3 separate regions of the Mus musculus genome follow, and regions 2 and 3 are each linked to region 1. The links are chromatin contacts, called in public HiChIP or PLAC-seq and promoter capture Hi-C maps. All regions are on one chromosome and are shown on one strand. Each heading gives the region's core, a stretch centred on a gene start, on an enhancer-like site or on the middle of the called end of the contact. The rest is flanking DNA. Distances are from core to core; before and after follow the strand shown. Region 1 holds the start of Scaf11 (SR-related CTD-associated factor 11). Region 2 overlaps Ano6 (anoctamin 6). Region 3 overlaps Ano6 (anoctamin 6).

Region 1 (4,427 bases), core at 679-3,178:
GTTGTCTCTCCGTGAAAGCCCTGGAATTACGGATGCCTGCTATGGTGCCCAACTTTCTGTGGGTTCTGGGGAGTCAACCTCAGGTCCTCATGCTTGTGTGGTAAGCACTTAATGAGCCACCTCCCTAGCCCTCACTTGTTTATGATTATAAATGAGTCTAAAGTATTAACAGGTATGCCATCGACATTATCCATCTGTTTTATATTTACCCTCTCTGATAAATTTAAAAAAAAAAAAAGGAAACAAAACACATTCTTATCATGCAAACACAGTAAAGAGGAGAACACCATATATAGAAATAGGCAGGGTCTCTCTCTTGGGGAACAAGAAACAGCCTATATTACAATGCACCTTCGTTTCTGTTAGGTAAGTATTGTGTGTGTGGAGGGGGAGGTGGATGGGGGCGGGAGGTGGTCAAAGGGCAGTTAGGCAGGAGGAGCCTTTTCTCGTGCTCTGTTACCCAGCACGATGGCTACAGAGTGAATTTTAAATGTTGCGAACACAAAAGGTAGAGCAATAAATTTGAAGTAGGAGATGTGGAGTTTGAGGATCGGTCTGCACAGTGAGACTCTGCATTAAAAACAAAATAAAATACATACAAAAGAATATCACATCTTCACCGGGAATTGCTCTTACTGATAAAATTCTCTAGGGTGAATTCTGGACCCCGAGTGTACACAGGAAAGCTAAACTTTATCTCTGCAGGATGGTTAACAGTGCCTTTGACTTGATTCTGTCACACAACAGTTTCAACAGGTTTTTAGGTTTTCTTAATCACCAGCTTCATTCGTCGTCATTACAAGAGAAAGGTCCCTCAGAAAGTCTTGTTTCATCAGAACAAAGTATTTTAACACCTCTAAATCACTGCGAAATACTTGCACACAGGAACACCACATTTCCAAACCTATGAAGATAGCTCACTGACACTGGGAGAGACAAGGCTGCCATTCATTGCATTCCTAAGCGGTTATTTACCCAGTCCCTTGCTGGTGCTCGGCTCTGTGAAGAGCTTAACGAGACATCATCCCAAACTTCGGTGTGACGTGACGGGCACTGAACAGCCAAGTAGCACAGGATGAAGATGCCAGGGAAGCGACAGGATCAGAGAGGAGGGCAGGGGACGCTGCTGGGCTGGAGGTAGGGAGGGAACAGCCTGGGTTGGGGTGGCCAGGCGACAGCGTGGATTGCAAGAGGACAACTAGGAAAAGCTAGAGCGTGGAGCAGGGGGTGAAAAAGCCAGCGCCTGACGAAAAGCCTGTAAAGACACCTCCGAGGTGAAACAAAAGATCCGAGGGCGCTGCAGGGCAGGAGGACATCGCAGAGTGACTGAAAGTGGAAGCACTTAAAGCCAGCCAGGCTCGGCTAGCCTCGGGGACGCGGGCTTAGGGCGTGGGAGTGTGTCCCGGGCTGGCAGGCCGCCGCGCACGTGCAGCGGGCGGAGTACTTCATCCGTGCCAACTACGCACGAGTTCTTCTCGGGACTGCAGTCTCTCCAAAACATCTTTATTGTCGCCCACGGAGCCTGCCAGGAAAGGCCACGACCAGAGAGAGCGCGGCCAGGGCGCAGGGGCGGGGGTGGGGATGAGGGGGAAAGGGGTGGAGCGAGGACTGAGCACGGCGCGTGCGCGTAGCGCTCCGAGCGGCAAGAGGGCGGGGCAAGAAGAATGTTTCCCAGAAGCCCCGGCCACTCGCAGACGCCGGAGCTCCCGCTCTCCAGCCGGGCGGCGTGCCCCGCCCACCACGTCCGTCCGTCCGTCGCGGCTCGCGGGCGCCCCCTGGAGGTCCGGGGGAGTACGGCAGCGCCCGCGAGCAGGTAGCGTGCGGCGGGTCCAGCCGCCCGCCCGCCCGCCCGCCCGCGTCGTCACCACAGTGCGCCGACCTGTGGCGGCGCGGCTGAGCCCCGCGGAAGGAGGGAGGGAGAAAGGGAGGGAGCCGCCAGACACGGCGGGGGAGGGGAGCGGCGGTGGCGCAAGCGGCGCGGAGCTAGCGCCGCCTGCCCGGGTCTCCTGCTGCGTGGCTGCCTGCGTGCTCCCGACCCGGCCGTCCGAGCCAGCCCGCGGGCCGCGCGCGCTTCCGAGCGGCCGGAGGAGTCCATGGTGCAGAACTTAGCGGCGGACTGACGGAGACCGGGCCTCCTGCGCCGGCGCGGCCGCGGGACCTCGGCCTCAGGTAAACACGGCGGGCCGGAGAGAGCGGACGAGGCGCCCCGGGGCGCAGCGCAGCGCGGCGCGGCGGGGGCGCGGGCCGGGCGGGCGGGCAAAGTTTGGGGCTCGCGCGCGGCTCGGGCGGTGTCTTTCGCTGCGAGCAAAGTTGGGAGCCGCGGCCCCGGGCGGCGCGGGGCGGAGGTCCAGTTTGGGCGCGCGCGGGGCCTAGGAGCAGAGCGGGGCGGCGCGGGCTGCGGGGCCTCGGCCGAGGCAGGAAGGGGCTCCAGGCCCGGCCCGCAGCTCCCCCACCCGCAGTGGGAACGTGTCGGCCGTGCTTCCGGGCGCTCCCAGGCTGGCCCGCTTTCCCGTGGAGTTCGCGTTCGTCCCCGAGCCTCCGGGTCCCGCTTGTGAAACCAAACTTCACTAGGCTGTGACCTCCCCGGCGCCTGAACGAGGAAGCGCTGGCCGGCGCCTGGCCTCGGCCTCTCCCTCCCTCCCTCGGCGGCCGCCTCCCCACCCCCGCCGTCGTTTTTAAAACCCGCTGCCCGGGCTGCCCGCGGTCCAACCGGCCGGGAGATCGAAACTCAGCCCCGCTCAACCCCGCCTTAGAGCCGGGGACTGAGTACCGATTAGAAGATTGGCCAATGCACGCTCGTCTTCCGCACGGATCTCGAAGAATTTAATTTAAAAGACACCTGGTTGCAATTGAGGGCAACAGTCCCAGATTGAAATGGTGACCTACACTCCCCATGCGTTGATCTGTACAGTATCGTATTCCGGTAGTCCGGCTAATCATCTGCGTGTGTGAGGTAGTAAACAATACAGAATGCAAGTTTTACATGCTGATCGTACTACGTAAAACCGCGGCTGCTTCTCATTCATTTTGGATTACATTTTGGCTACCATCCTTATATACTAGCAGCGAACTAACGAAAACTGACGAGAAAGTTTTTTAGTATGCCTTGACTAAGATATGGTAGTATTCAAATTTCCCCCAGTTTGGGCAGTTTTCTCTGAATTTTGGGGAAAGTATATCAATAAGTACGTTTTTTTTCATTTTTCAAGGAAAAGATAACTCATGTATGATTTATTTGCCGCAGCCCCACAACAGTGAAGGCAATAGATTCTTAGCCCTTTCATTTAACCGGTATTTTTAATAAAATTTTATTGGGTAATTCTGTCTCTCCACACCATGTTTCCACCCCCACCTCCCCCTCTGCTTTGGCACTTGGCTTAACCATTTTATTATTATTTAAAACAGAAGGAAAAAGTAGTTTTCTTGTTGTTATTGTTGGTTTATTTTTTATTTTTTGCCCAAATAGACAAAAAAGAAAAATTGAAAATATCTTTAGATATGAATTAATTTGCGTTTTGTTTATGCAGTCATTTTTTTCTTCTTCTTCTTCTTCATTGTTTATCAAGACAGGGTTTCTCTGTGTAGCCCTATCCATCCTGGATCCGCTCTGTAGATCAGGCTGGCCTCAGACTCAGAAATCCGCCTGCCTCTGCCTCTAGAGTGTTGGGATTAAAGGTGTGTGCCACCATTGCCCCTCTTGTGGTCAGAGTTTCAAAGATTAGCAGTTCCTACTGTAGCTTCACTTTAGCTAATAGTTTTTTCTTTGCCCTTCTGTAAATATACTGCAAAGGCAGCCTTCAACATGACAAAGGAGAAAAATACAAAAGAAAGTGTAAATTACTTAATTTTTAAGAGAAAACTTTTAAGAGTTTTCTTCCTGGAAGTCCCTCACGTGGTTCTGGGCCTTCTATTGGGTATTCCCAATTTTCCCATCTTCCTGGAGCACGGATAGTTTACGAGCGGTTTTCATGAAAACTTACCTAACCTGCTGTCATCCCTGACATATACCTTTAGTAATGAAGTATAATGGTAACTACCCATCAGCCTGCACATTTTAGGTACTTTAATGCAAGATAGTTGTAAACCACCATTCTAAGAGGGCAGTGTGCCTCAAAGTAACACAAGCTAGTTATAAAATAATGTGCACTGTGCTTCCCAGCTTCTGCTCTTGTCTTTTAGGGATGTAAGTGGTGTTTTGTCTTACCTTGTCTACTGAAAAACAGATGAGGTGTAGAACAGGCTGGCCTCGAACTCAGAAGTCCACCTGCCTCTGCCTCCCAAGTTCTGGAATCAAAGGTGTGCACCACCGCTGCCAGGCCAGATGAGTTTTATACATCAGATAGCTCATGGTGGCCTTGAACTTGTGATCCTCCTGCCTCTGTCTCGCAAGTGCTGGGAATTACAGTTGTACTAGCTTTAAAACCCAG
Region 2 (4,171 bases), core at 913-3,412, 530 kb after region 1:
CTCCATGGATCCTCTGCTAAGCCTTTACACTGTCCCACCTCTTTTCTACGGTTATTCCAATCTTCTCAGACGTGTGGAGACTTGCTTTGTGTCTTAGAACAGGATCTACCTTGGAGAAAGTTCCAAGGATGCTTAGAGAAAGTATTTCTTTGCCCATCCCTACTTTTCTGAACCCTAAACAAAACATAATCACATCAAAATGTAATCAAGTCAATGAAACCAAACATCTCTGCCTCTTTCTAAGAACCTAGCTGCAAATTTCTTAATGAACGTTTTTGTTGTAGTCATTTTGTTTCTTGAGACAGGGTCTCTCCATGTAGCCCTGGCTGTCCTCAAAATCTCTATGTAGACCAGGTGGGCCTGAACCTCAGAGAAATCCACCCACCTCTGCCTCCCAAGTGTTGGAATTAAAGGGCGGGCCATCATGCGTGGCTTACACTTTATCTGTCACCGATTGAAGCCTGGGAAAAGCCAAGCTTTCTACAGAGCTCTTATTTTGTGCTTGTCACTTTCTGTCTGGGTGGTCACGGGCTACCTGCCCTTCTTCTCACTTTTAAAATCATGGCATGCACGCAGACTCCATGAAACAACTCTACCAGTGGAAGAGGATTCATGAAGATACCTTTACTCTCAAAAAGCAACATGAACAATTCTAACCAACTCCTAAGGAGAAAGTAGCAGCTACCTAACCCTACCCCTGGCACCAAGGGTTGGAAGCTGCCTACTTCTTGGGCAGTTCACCCTTGGAAGTGAATGGATATGAAGCGAGCAAGTGGCCAGGTTGTTAGAGTCTCAACCTTGAAGGTAAGCCCCGAGGGGTTACAAGAATGGAGGGAGAGTCTTCATTTTTGTTCACAGCCGAGAACTCTATGGGGTGCAGCTACCCAATGTTTGGAGTATTCCTGGGAGTTATCAGGGTTATTCAATATGCAGTGTGTCCCAAATGGGAGGAACTGCTATCCTGTATCTTTTGCTCCATGTCTCTGCAATATAACAAGCTGGGCTCCACTGTACTTCAGTACCCAGGCACACCATATACCAGGAGGCTCTAGGCCAGGGGCTCTCAACCTGTAGGTTACAACCCCCTGGGGGTGGGAGGGGTGACACTTTCACAGGGGTTGCACATCAGATATCCACATTACAATTCCTAACAGTAGCAAAACTACAGTTATAAAGTAGCAATTCATTAATTTTATGGTTGGGGGCTACAACATCTGGAGGAACTATATTTATTACAGGGTTTCAGCATTAGAAAGGCTGAGAACCACCGCTCTGGTCAACTAGATGCAGTTAAAATTCTGCCAGTACCCACCAACATAATAAGAGATGAGGGGGTGATGCATGGATCTTATCTTAATTATGACAGCATTCTATCTAAGAAAGTATGTATTGGATAAAGATGCCCAAACACACACACACACACACACACACACACACAAAAACCAAATTGTTGAGCGTGGTATAGTGTTACATTCTGTAACATAAAAGGGCAAGACATAAACTCTGATAGGTGGATGCATTCAGACTCTGCCATGAGTCTTAAAACTCTTCAGATGCCGTTATGTACAATGTTCTATATGGTAAATCGGCTTTCTCGCCCCATTCCACCTTCCTAACCCAGACTCTCTTGCACTGGGGTACTAGAAATGACTTAAAATGCTCATTAGCCATGGTTGTATGTCCCTGAAACAGAGACAGAAGCGAGAGCATCCGGAACATCTCCGGCCCAGGGACCAGTTTCTTGATTCCCAAGTGTGGGTGCTGCGCTTTCTGAGTCCATGGATCTTTCCCAGAAATCACTACACCTTGTTTAAAACTCTCCCTTAAATGTGATCATTAAAAAATGGTATTGTATGACCACATGTCTAAGCCAGGGAAAGTCAGGGAAGGAGAAATGAGGTTGGGATGTGTTCAGAATCTTTGTTTTAACCACAGCTTGTGCTTAGGATCCCACGAATTCCCCCAAATCTCCCAGGTTGGTGCAGCCTAAATGCGGGCTATTTCTAGGTATGTATGTGATTAGTACTATATAAGATTATAAAAGCTTTTCCGCCCTCAACGTTTACCATTTCCATCTAGAGAACGGAGAATTAGTCCGTGCCAGATACGCTGTGCGGGAGGAGCTGCCACAGGATTGGCAGAGGCTAGCAATGACTTCAGAGCCTCCTGCCGCCTCGACTCTGCAATTTCAGACTTTTCTGTAATGAGGTTCACAGCAGTAGTCCTCAGAAGGCAGAAGTAATGAGGAAACTGCTGTAAAGCACTTAGAGAGTTCATCAGATGGATATCCTTAAAGATGTACATACGATACCACAAGCAAAAAGCAGAGACGCTTTCTGCATCCTAAAGTCAGACAGGATTGGCAGACAGCCTGATGCATGACAGTTCTACAACCAGGGTGCAGTTAACGATCAGAGAGAGGAAACTTAGGGAAATTTGGGCTTTGTCCTTCCTTCATCAAAATTAATATATATTTTTTCCTTTTACTTAAAATGTCTTCTGTTAGAGCTGTAGAGATCACAAGCTGTGGCTCACACAACATTAAGAGTACTGACCTACGTGCGTAGCTCCCTGGCTACTACTGGAGGAAGGTGATGTATTTACAACAGTGGAGGGCAACACAGAGGGTCCTAATACATGGATCTGACCCAAAGCGTCACTCATGGTAGGCACGGTAGGCAAGCATCCTCCTGCTGAGCTGCACCCCCTGCCTGCTCTATGCTTCTGTGCCATATCTCTCAGTGCATGGTTTCCAGTAAAACATGCCAAGTGTCTGAAGGACAGGGCCTCTTACTGGGTAAGTGTGGTCACCTTAGATTTCGGTGTCCCTGAACAGTATCCACAGGTCAGTCTTTTCTCTCTCCCTCTCTCCTTGCCACTCAGAGGTTGGTTTGCTATTTATTTATAGTTTTTTTTTTTTTGAGACAGGGTTTTTCTGTGTAGCCCTGGCTGTCTTGGAACTTGCTCTGTAGACCAGGCTGGCCTCGAACTCAGAGAACTCAGAGATTCACCTGCCTCTGCCTCCAGAGTGCTGGATTCAAAGGCGTGTGCCAGCCACCACCACCCTGTAGAAGTTAGGCCCAGTTCTTACTCCCAGTCCCGTGATCCCAGAAATAAAGACTCAGACTCAAAAATATATCTATAAATACCTTGGCCATATAGCTAGGCTCTAACTAGATCAAAACTAAAATACCCTAATTAATTTAACCTACATTCTGCCACATGGCTGGTTGGTTAACTGTGCTCAGGTACCCTGCACCTGTCTTGTCACATCTTCCCAGGCTGATCTTCTGCCTGTGCTATCCCAGAATTCTTTCTGCCTCCCAGGTGTCCCTCCCACCTTCTATTTCCTACCTAGGCTACAAGTGGTCAGATTTATTATTGACAGGTATAACATCCATCCAGATGTGTAAGATTCTCTCTATACCACCCAGCACATGGGTACAATGTATCTCTTAAGGGTACAATGTACCATTCGGTGGCCCTTCACAGGTAAAGCCACCACCTGCCCTGCAAGGAACCCCAATCCCCAACTCTGTGTGTGTGCACACACTAAAGACTTGCCTTTCAAGCTGAGAGGTGTGGCCTGGTTTCTTCCCCACACTTTCCTGTGACCTGACATTGCTGATCTCAATGCACAAGACACAAGTGGAAATCGAATGCATGTATCCTTGATGGTGGGACATTTTCCTCTACGTTAGAGTATTTACGCCAATCAAACACTCAGACATCTGCTTTTAAATGAAATGCTTTCCTCGCTATATTACTGATGCTACCCACGTTAAAAGGGACAAACAACATCCAGTTTCTAGGCAGAACTTACGCGTCAAGATCGCATCTTTTCTATTACAGAGAACTGGCTATTATTACCACAGTGAAATATACTTAAAAACTTTCCGATCCTATAAAACTATAAAAAGAAGCAAGCTCACGGGCATTCTCCTGTTCCTCACTGCTGCCCCTGCCCCAGGCTGAATTCTAACTGTGGGGACTGTTATAGTCTAAGAATAAGCATTCCTTATCTACCAACCTGGAATATGGAAACATGCTGAGCGCTGATTTACACTAACACTGGGATTTTGGATTATTGTAGATTTTGTATTTGGGGACTAACGAGGTTCCTGTGATTGTCTAGTCAAAGGAGAGGGGGAGGGGCAGGGGAAAGAGGAGC
Region 3 (4,482 bases), core at 75-2,574, 610 kb after region 1:
AAAAATCAGAAATGATACTATATTTTTCATAGTTAAATTAGCAGGAAAAAAAAGTTACCAAAACGTGCATCGTCAGAGGACACATATATACTGGCTGTGTTTAGTTTGGTGAGCAACCTGATAGATCACAGAAATCTTCAATATTAGTTATACTTCTTGATTTTGTAATTATTAAGTGTCTTAGTCAGGGTTTCTATTCCTGCACAAACATCATGACCAAGAAGCAAGTTGGGGAGGAAAGGGTTTATTCAGCTTACATTTCCACACTGCTGTTCATCATCAAAGGAACTCAGGACTGGAACTCAGGCAGGTCAGGAAGCAGGAGCTGATGCAGAGGCCATGGAGGGATGTTACTCACTGGCTTGCTTCCCCTGGCTTGCTCAGCCTGCTTATAGAACCCAAGACTATTAGTCCAGGGATGGCACCACCCAAAATGGGCCTTTCCACCCTTGATCACTAAATGAGAAAATGCCTTACAGCTGGATCTCATGGAGGCATTTCCTCAATGGAGGCTCCTTTCTCTGTGATAACTCCAGCTTGTGTCAAGTTGACACACAAAACCAGCCAGTACATAAAGAAAGCAGTATTTAGGTGCTTGAATCTTTTAGAATACAGCTGTATGATAACAAAATTGGGTGGTTTTAAATAACTTAGAGAATAGCCACCCAGAAAAAATTTAATGTATTTCAGTGGGGGTTGGGAGGGGAGCTATATTATGAAACTGGGTTGTTTCCCCAAAACTGAAAACAGAAGTTCAAATAGATATCTCCATACCGCGTGTAGCAATGCAGCATTTACAAAACAGTGAATAGTTGAGCTACCCAACTCTACCAACAGATGGACACACAGATAAAACGTGGCCAAGACAGAATATGCTAGCATAAGGGGAAGGAAACCCATGGGAGAATCTTGGGGACATTCCGCTAAGTAAAATAAGCCGCCATAAAATCATAAATAGATGGCTCCATTTATATGGAGTACCACAGAGATCAACTCCACAGAGACATGACATGGTGGTTGTCATGTGGGTGGGGGGGGGGGTTCATGGGGAGCGAGGTTTGATGGGTGTGAGATGAAAATAGTCTCCAAGATGAAAGAAGATGGACTTGGGTGATTGCTGACAGTGTGAATGTATTTTATGCCTCTGAGCTATATAATTACAAACAGTGAGATGGTACATTTTAGATTATATATATTTTACCACAATGAAGGGAGGAAAGAAGGCTTAAAAACATCTGTAACCTGTTGTCAGTTGGACTGTCCCAGGCAGCAGGAAATGTCTAGAAACAGGGTAGCTCAGCCCCATGCCCCACCCTCCCCAATCAGAACCCTCTGCAGGCTGGAGACCTGCACCGTGGTGGGTGGGAATGGGCGGAGACCTCACAGGGTGTCAGGATTCTAAAGTTCCCCTCTGCCAGGGGCCATCTGCCAAGAAAGTGCTATTTTCAAAGATGAAACAAAGCCTCTCTGAATTATATGACCTAAGACTTTATGAGACTAAAAAGTTAGCACATTCAGATGCAACTTCATCTTAGCACGCCTACCCTCCCTTATGCCTGTCACAGAGAGCCTTACAGATGCGCGCCTGAATCTACCATTCTTCTCTTCATCCACTTCCTCAATGAGCCTCGTCACGTGACAATGCTGCCTCATCACGTGACGGTGCTGCACGCACAAATCAGCTGCTTCTCCTCTCCCAGGGTCCTAGATAAAGCAGCCACGCCTCAGTCCTAGCACTCAAACCAGGGGCTCGGGGTTCCAATCTCTACACCATTCTGTCGCCTTCCCTCTGAACTCTCTCCTGTCGTCTAAGTCCTAAGTCTACACTGAATCCAAGTCCTCTGAGGGCACCGTGTTCTCCTTGTTTATAGCCAGACAGGAGTAAGGTAGAGCTGGGCTGTTAGGCCCTCCGTGATTTCTTGTGGATGGCTCCACGGAAGATTGCACACTCTTTGTTGGGCTGGTTGTTAGAGACAGACAGATCTGCACTCAGGCCTCGGACCTACTACTTCCTAACTGAACTGGGCAGCAAACTCAACCTCTCTAAGCATCGTCGTTACCATTTAAAATGGAATTGTCCTTCCCCTAAGGCTTGGTTTGAATAAGCCATAGTGTGTTCAATATTTAGCTTGGTACCTATACATGGGAAATACACAGCAAGTATTCATACTGCTAATGAGAAGAAATATACCATAGGGATAAGCTGAGTGAGATGCTACCAGCAGCTTATTAAATGCCCTGTTACAGCAAAATTTAAGAAAGTATGGGGCTGAGTGTGGAGTTCAGTGGCAGAGCACAGCGGGGTGCTGTTTCAAGCCTGTACTGCAGAAAATAAGAAAGCATCTATATTCGTGTAAATGCCCCCACTAAAATGAACTGAACGCAAATGAGAGACCTCCATCTAAATCCCATTTGCATGCACTCACCAACCAAATGCGTTTCTCAGTTTTGGATATAAGGAAACATTTTAAGCCACTAGTTAATAAATAACAGACTCAGACAGACAACAAAAGGTTCTTTCTAAAAGGGTTCATTTTTTTTTCTTTTACTCAAGTTAATATTTCAGAGAAAATAAAACTGAACAACTCAGACAGCCACCACACACAAGTTGCTATCACTCAAAACTTAGGATGCTGGTCATAAAACTACAGCCCAGCTTCTTGGGCCCCCACCAATAGCCTAAAGGCAACTTCTCAGATGTAGGGCACAGAGCTCTCCTGCCAGTCTTTCAGGAAAGGAAGAGGCGGAGGTGGTAACAGTTAGCCTGGGAGCTAACTAAGCACCCTGGGTAAACTGGCCATTCTGAGGAAAACCAAGGCTTGGGTGGAGGGTTAGGGCGTGTGCCACAGAGTCTGGCCCTGTGCCAGGAGTGATGCTTCAGAGCCATCGATGCCCGCAGCCCTCTCGAGAGACTGTCCCTGTGGTGTATGGGCTCTGAGTGATTATCCTTGTAGCCTTCTGATGATAGCATTTCTCAGCCCTGAATGCAAGGTCTTAGAAAACTGGAAACCAACCAGCTCCTTGTACCTCTTTTTCCCTGGTAACTTATTTAATCGTGTTTTGTAACTTTCCACTCTTTTTATTTTGCTGAGGTGGCAGTTGGGAGCTGGTCATTCTTACTCTTCTTGTTGCTGCGGTGGCCAAGGGGGCAACAAGAAAAGCCTGGGACCACCAGGCTCTGAATTGGATGACCCCCAAACATATTTATTATTGTTACTATTACTACTAATTCATTCATTTATTTTGCAAACCCTAACTGAGACTTCAATCTTGTAATAATTCTTAGCAGGCCAGAGGCAGCTAAAGTCAGATATGTCTACCCAAAATATAATATAGTATGTTTTACATTTTTAATGGTGGGTGTGTGTGTGTGAATGTAGCTATATCACCTTAGAGATTCTAGCTATTCTGGATTTATTAAATATGAATTTAATTTGTTAACACACATGACTGCTGTCACTCTTCCCTAGGGAGCAATAATCCTGCTACTTGGTTCAAGGTCAAACAAACATTCTCAGATGATGGCCCTTTTGGAGTTTATATAATGTCTACTCTTGTCCTTATAAATTTATCCCTCCCTTCTTCCCTCCTCCTCCTTCCTCCTCCTCCTTCCTCCTCCTCCTTCCTCCTCCTCTTCCTCCTCCTCTTCCTCTTCCTCCTCCTCTTCCTCCTTCTTTCTCTCTCTCTAGTCTCTCTCTCTCTCCCTCTCTCTCTCTCTCTCTCTCTCTCTCTCTCTCTCTCTCTCTCTCTCTCTCTCTCTCTCTCTCCCCCTTCAGTACTGGTGATTTAAACTATGACCTCACACATTTTCAGCTCAAAGTTTAACCTAGGACCTCATACATGCTAGACAAATGCTCTTCCAGACCCAGCTCTCTTTTTGCCTTTTTTATTTTGAGACACAGTTCCACTAAATTACCCCGGCTGGCCTAAAACTTCTGATCCTCCTGCCTCCGACCCCCCAGAAGCTCTTTTCATGTGCCAGGTCTACCTCATCATTGCACCTGCACACATAACTTGATTATCACTTATTTAGTACTCGGTTGGTACTGTAGTAGACCTTGGAAACAGAAAAGATACAACAGCTACCAACACACACATGAGGGCTTTAAATAATGGACATCTATGGACGGCAGATGGCTGCACAGTGCTTAGGCACTCAAACCAAGCCCTGACTGACGCTTTAGTAGGAACCAGGGACCGTCTAAGAGGTCAGGCTGGTAAGAAATCTGGGGCTGGGACTAAAATAATGAGAGCAGCAGTAGCTATGAGTTGAAGTCAATGGAGTGTTGCAACACAAAGCTACGAGCAGCACAGGTCTTGCAGGTTGGTTGGAAAGGAAGGTTAAAGGTGTCTAGTCTAAGAGCAACTCTTCCTGGAGGGGCCCACAATGCATTTTGTCAACTGTGTGTGCTCTCTGTCTGTCTATCTGTTTGTCTGTCTGCATCCTGTCAACTGTGTGTGCTCTCTGTCTGTCTGTCTACC

Evidence for each region. Promoter capture Hi-C pulls out the DNA fragments that hold promoters and counts their contacts. HiChIP or PLAC-seq counts read pairs in DNA pulled down with a chosen protein or histone mark.
Region 2: a contact with region 1 is called in a promoter capture Hi-C map of hippocampal neurons, with 2.5 times the contacts expected there. The contact joins the enhancer-like site here to the promoter of Scaf11 in region 1. A contact is called at or near these places in 2 of 39 promoter capture datasets (the C10 cell line and hippocampal neurons) and 4 of 115 datasets of contacts at active chromatin or transcription factors (embryonic limb bud, embryonic stem cells, large pre-B cells and 1 more).
Region 3: a contact with region 1 is called in an H3K4me3 HiChIP or PLAC-seq map of bone marrow-derived macrophages, with 6 times the contacts expected there. The contact joins the enhancer-like site here to the promoter of Scaf11 in region 1. A contact is called at or near these places in 2 of 39 promoter capture datasets (hippocampal neurons and pre-B cells) and 2 of 115 datasets of contacts at active chromatin or transcription factors (bone marrow-derived macrophages and memory CD8 T cells).

What each region holds. Positions count from the first base shown.
Region 1 is chr15:96,458,344-96,462,770 of GRCm38.p6, reverse strand. It overlaps Scaf11 (SR-related CTD-associated factor 11), which reads left to right and starts at 1,928. Exons shown (of 15, transcript NM_028148.2): 1 at 1,928-2,169. Gm41408 reads right to left here. Exons shown (of 2, transcript XM_030248866.1): 2 at 1-2,727. The coding sequence ends at 1,862.
Region 2 is chr15:95,933,327-95,937,497 of GRCm38.p6, reverse strand. The region is part of intron 10 of Ano6 (anoctamin 6); the gene reads right to left. Among named protein-coding and RNA genes, the nearest start is that of Gm41389, 24 kb to the right of the region's middle. Within about 2 kb of position 2,162, at least 7 of the 459 cell types and tissues checked have an H3K27ac peak or open chromatin away from gene starts, as enhancers often do. A contact at or near this core is called in hippocampal neurons, where this site is marked.
Region 3 is chr15:95,847,068-95,851,549 of GRCm38.p6, reverse strand. All of the region lies in intron 1 of Ano6 (anoctamin 6), which reads right to left. Among named protein-coding and RNA genes, the nearest start is that of Gm17546, 19 kb to the right of the region's middle. Within about 2 kb of position 1,324, at least 63 of the 459 cell types and tissues checked have an H3K27ac peak or open chromatin away from gene starts, as enhancers often do. A contact at or near this core is called in bone marrow-derived macrophages and memory CD8 T cells, where this site is marked.